Regions from separate parts of the Sus scrofa genome. Here region 2 is linked to region 1. A link is a contact called in public HiChIP or PLAC-seq data. All regions are on one chromosome and are shown on one strand. Each heading gives the region's core, a stretch centred on a gene start, on an enhancer-like site or on the middle of the called end of the contact. The rest is flanking DNA. Distances are from core to core; before and after follow the strand shown. Region 1 overlaps CYTIP (cytohesin-interacting protein). Region 2 has its middle 92 kb from the start of UPP2.

Evidence for each region. HiChIP or PLAC-seq counts read pairs in DNA pulled down with a chosen protein or histone mark.
Region 2: an H3K27ac HiChIP or PLAC-seq map of skeletal muscle shows a contact between it and region 1, with 2.9 times the contacts expected there. The contact joins two enhancer-like sites. A contact is called at or near these places in 2 of 2 datasets of contacts at active chromatin or transcription factors (alveolar macrophages and skeletal muscle).

Annotation. Positions count from the first base shown.
Region 1 is chr15:64,376,565-64,379,264 of Sscrofa11.1, reverse strand. The region is part of intron 2 of CYTIP (cytohesin-interacting protein); the gene reads left to right. Among named protein-coding and RNA genes, the nearest start is that of CYTIP, 43 kb to the left of the region's middle. Within about 2 kb of position 1,329, at least 29 of the 83 cell types and tissues checked have an H3K27ac peak or open chromatin away from gene starts, as enhancers often do. A contact at or near this core is called in skeletal muscle, where this site is marked.
Region 2 is chr15:64,994,850-64,997,549 of Sscrofa11.1, reverse strand. No RefSeq gene overlaps it. Among named protein-coding and RNA genes, the nearest start is that of UPP2, 92 kb to the left of the region's middle. Within about 2 kb of position 1,394, at least 8 of the 83 cell types and tissues checked have an H3K27ac peak or open chromatin away from gene starts, as enhancers often do. A contact at or near this core is called in skeletal muscle, where this site is marked.

The sequences.
Region 1 (2,700 bases), core at 80-2,579:
CCTGATAAATATTGCAGTGCTAAGGGAGTCGCTAGTGGACCTTATGCCCAAGGGTAGTAAGTTGTCCTTGGACAGTAGTTTTCACCAAATGCTGTAGTGAAAACCTGACAGATGAGAAGCCTCAGTGTGCATTAGTGGTAACACTCTTTGCCTGGTTTTCTTTTGATTAATGAATTATTACTAAACAGACAACTTCTGAAAGGGTAATTTCACTTATAAGTTCAGATACAAAATATTGTGCCAAACCCTGTAATGCTTATATTTCTGGGATGGGTTCTGCCCTTCAGGAGCTTTTACATTATTTCTGTCCACACACCCACCTGTTACCAAAACTCCCAAGTATTCCTCATGGAAACAAGATATTTTGATCATTTAATGGATACTTTTAGTAGAAAACAGTTAATTTCACTTTGAAAGAATTTGAAAAGTATTCTCTAATCCATACTGTGCTGTGTTTAGAAACAATATAAAAATTTTTTTTTTCTTGAAAAAGAAGTTTGTGAGCCCATGAGACTTTCCTAGGAAGCTATTGTGTTCTAGTTGGGTTCCTTAAGGGCCCTTATTATAAGGTAAGATATTGAGTTCAGCTCCACTATTTTACTATATTTTAGAATATTTCTGTGGAGCACTGCCCTCCTAAAGCTCCTGACTTAAAAGTGTAAAAAAAGCTATATTGATGGAACAATTGGGAAGAATCACACAGGGGACTGGAAAGGGAGCAGAGCACAGAATTTGGGAACTTTTGAAACAAACAATAAACCAAAAATGCTTCACCTGTGAATAGGTATCCTCCCCTCCCCCCACCCTCAACATTTTCAGGAAATGAGTACACAGTGGGGACAGGAAGTAACAGGCTGTTACTTAGCAGCCAAAGTGGCTACAGTATTGAACTTCAAGTTCCTCTGAGGAGCTGGTTATCTGGTTCAGCTGCAGATTATTTTTATTTTCCGCAGACTAACAGCTGAAGTACAGTCTTGGTTTCTCAATAAAGAGGGACGTTGTGAATCACCGCATAGCAGCAAAAATTGCAATTTTAATATTAATGTCTGATCTTTTAAGCCATTTGACTAAAAACAAAAGATGCAGGATCCTAGCCCTACCCCAGGCATCTTTATATTAGAGGCTAGCAAGGAGTTAAGGAGCTTTGTCTACTCAGCAGTCATAATTGAATGTGTAGTTTGCAGCCCTGCCAAATTGCTAAACCTAGATTTCTCATATTAGATAATGTGTAATAAAAGACAGCTGTTGCCAGCATATGCTGTTCATTGCACACCAGTTCCTCATTCATGAGATTTTGTCATCCCTACAGTCCTGAGAAAAGGTGCTGGCTGCGGGGGCAGCCTGGGGAGCAAAGGCTCCACTGGTCAGAGCCTAGAAGAGGGCAGCTCACTCTAGGGAAGAGGCGGCAGAGAAAACTTTTTCTAAACGTGAGACCTTTGATAAGACCTCAGACATACTTCTTTTCACTTAGGCAGATAGTTTGGTTGAACCCTGAGAACTTTCCTTTCCACATCGCCTGAGTCTGACAGCCCAGATCAAAAACAAGTAGACACTGTGTCAAGATGTGGCACGTGTCAGAGAACTTGATGGTGCCTAATTTATTTAAATTGTTTTTTATTTAAATATTAGGTGCCTATGACAGGCTCATTGCTAATCCAGAGTGGAAACTAATTTATAATTTGATTTGGTCTGATCTTTGCATGTGTGTCACTGATGACCCGGATCAGTAAGTCCAGAGGAATTTCGTATCTGCTCTGCTCTGCACCTCACTTTTGTGCTAGGCAGATATTTCCATTTTCATCTAGTCAATTAGTGAGAGAGAAATGCTAGCCCGAGGGAGGTGGAGACATATCTTTTTCTCTAGAGGTCTTGGATTTATCTTGTGGAATTAAGCAATTTTGTATTTGAATCTACCTAGAATGATTTTTTATGTTGAAGGTAGGTTAACAGCGGACAAGATGACATCTTGGGGTTCCCATCAATGCTATGATTATTTGCTTAGCAAAAAGATATTTAAAATTGATGAGGAAAAGCTCAAAATTTTAGGGATTCATTAATTCTTGTCACCATTCATTCATTTAGCTCTTGTGTACTAAGGCATTATTAACATAATTTATTTTCTATTAGTCCTTTTTCTATGGTTGTTTCTGTTTTGGGTTTGAGGTGGTTGTTTTTTTTGTTTTTTTTTTTGAGTTTTTGAGTTTTTGAGTTTGTCTATTTAGCTCTTTTCACATTTCCACTCTATTCTAGATCCTGTGCTGGGCATTGGGGTAGAAAGTAAAACAAATACATTCCCCAAGAGGCCCAAAGCATACAGATAATTATCAACAGAAGTGTTTAATCCAGTATGCCCTTTGTATAAATACACATATATGAATACGTTCATAATCTGATGAATATTGATGGCAATGGCAATATCTTAAAATATAAATTCTAGTTATGATTTATAGATATCATGATTAGCTATGACCTACCAAAGCACTTTACAATCCAAAATAAGGATAAAAGCCAAGCAAATGCAAATAATGAAAATAGATTAAGAAAATGTGAGTACAAGGTAAGAGAGAGATTCAAAATACTTGGGCATATCAAGTTTATTGCTCTCTTCTACAAGAAGGGAGCCCACTACATAGAATAGTCTCCACCTTGTTCATGGTACTTATCAGGATAAAATTGTGAATACCCAGCCAGGAAATTTGT
Region 2 (2,700 bases), core at 145-2,644, 620 kb before region 1:
CCCTCCAGCTGAAACACAGCCATGTAAATCCAGTGTGCTCCCAGGGCAGGGGCCTGACACTGCAAAGCTATGTTAAGAGGTCAGGCTACAGAGATGGGTAAGCCAGTCTCCCAGGTCTAGTGAAGCAGAGAAGTGCAAGGTCAAATGCTTTCTCAGGTTCATTAGGGGCCTCACCACACTCGCTCTCAGCTTTTAGCACAACTCCCACTTCACTCAACATTAATTCAACCTGCATTTACTGAATCCCTGCCACGTATTCCCCTTTCCAATCTGTGGCCTTTTAAACTGAATTGATGCCTGCTCTTCTGTCTTTCCTGCTTAACTTCATCTCACCTACTGGGAAAATTAAGAGAGGATCCCACTTATGCCCAGAACTGTGAAAATGCAACGTATCTTTAGTGGAAAGTTTACAGATAACCACCAGATGGGGCTGCTATGCAATGAAAGTAAACTTTTGTGGGGGCATGAGGAGTGGCTACAATATACTCCAACATCCAGAACAGCATTATTTATATCTTTCTTCATTGAAAACTAGGAAAAAAATGTTTTATGGATGTCTATGCTTCTAAATTTTTATAAAATCAAATCACTGCTTATAACAAATTTAGAAAATACTCCTCTTAGAAAGGGAATGTACATATATGTATGACTAGGTCACTTTTCTGTACAGCAGAAATTGGCACAACATTGCGAGTCAACTACACTTTAATAAAAAAAATTTAAAGAAAATACTCCTCTTAAAAAACAAGTGATCTTTTTAGAGAAAAATATATGTGCTTATTATTAGATGTTTTCCCCTCGGAGGAGATCCTGCCCACATCAAGTTTGCTTGCTTGTCTTTCTTCCTGATCCTTTCTCTTCATTCCTCTGTCTCTTTCAGTGAAAGGCCATAATATGAAAGGGAAATGCATTTATTTATTTATTTTATTACAGTCTTCTATGTGCTCTGTAATCAATTTCAAAAATAAATGAATGGCGTTTGACATTTTCTATCAACAGGCTCTTCTATCCTGATCTCTTCCATCTCAATCTAAATTAATCACTTTGACCTCACTACTTTTTCCTTCAGGTTTAGTTTGAAGATCTAGACAATTCTTGATTAATAACACTCACATGAGGTTGCCCCTGTCTCAGAAAATCCGAGAGACAAAAGGAGGGAGAGTGCCAAGTATGCCTTTGCTATCTCAGGAACACCCTGCTTAATGGGGCAAAGTAACCACAGGGGGTGGGGTTGGGGGGCAGCTGGAGCGTGACAATTGACCCCTGGGATGCAGAGGCAGGGAGTCTGCAGAGTCTGCGGACAGCAGCAGGGAAAGCTGCAGAGGGGAGGCGTCCCTCCTCTTTCTGCAGCACGATGCAGCCTGTGTCCCACTAATGCAAAACCAAGAGCGTCCTGGTGAGAAATGGAAAACCTAAAAATAGACCTGCAGAAAGGACTTTGACCTTGGCTTGAAAGTCAGCCCAGTGCTATGACAAGAAGGACTTTTTCCATGAAGATTATGTTTTTAAAATTCATATTTCATCTGCGTGCAGACTCTCGGTAAAACCACACTCAGAAAATGTGCATGTTGGCTGTCTTTCAGCTGTAAAGTCATTATATTTGGCTCTGGTTCTTTTGGACATTAGATGTCTGTGTAAGCGTTTCTTTTTGAAATTTCTCATGTAAGAAGTTAGTGGTTATAAACTGGATTAATAGTGACATTTAAGCATATCTCTATTACTGTATGTATCCAGTACTTAATGATTTCTGGAAAGAATTCAAGGACAAAGCAGGAAAATGTTGCATTCAAGTAATATAGAATGTACATGCTTTAGAATTAACTACAAAGAATTAGTAATTTCTCTTGAAGATATCTATCCACAGTACCAAAAGAATATATATATTTTAAGCTTCAGTAATTAAATCCCAAATTAAAGGATACTGTCCTATAATTTCTTGTGTATGTTAGTTATATTTGAAATGTTTGCTATCAAAGAACTTCAGGGGACCTTTATATGTACTCCATATATATGTTAAGAGTAACTTTGTGTGTGTATGTTTTGTTTTGTTTTTTTTAAGGCTATTAAATGGCAAAAACACTTTTATATACTTAGGTAACTTCCTAAGGAACAGCTGCCACCAATTAAACAACATACTTTTTAAAGACTCTTGGGGGTTCAATATACCGTCAGTGGACTGAAAAATCTGGAAAAATGGACTTCATTAGCTACTACAAAATTATTGAAAAGATGGTTGAAATGGCGTTTAATACCTGCGAAGACAGGAATAATCAGTGGTTTAAAGTTTCACCATAAAGATTGGTAAATAACCCTGATTACAGGTCTTATTCAAACAGAAAATAATGGATATGTGATGAAAGGAGAATAATGATCCGAATTGCTCTTAATCTTGGAATCATGCCTATTGATTGGCCTAGAAATAATGGGACTAATCATATGGTAAGAAAGCCAAGTGCTTGAGAAAGTCATTAACTTTGGGGAAACAAGATACCCACTAACTTCATTGTACTAGTACAGTATTTTATTGAGTAAAGCCTTCAAACATCTGTGTATTTAGGAAAAATTCCAGTGCTAACCCACGTCAAATAGCATTCCTTTCCACTTCTCCGGAACTGGTAAAAGCTATTTAGGTACTCTTTATAATTCATCAAACATTGACTGAACACCTACTGTATGCCTGGAATACCACAGAATCAAATA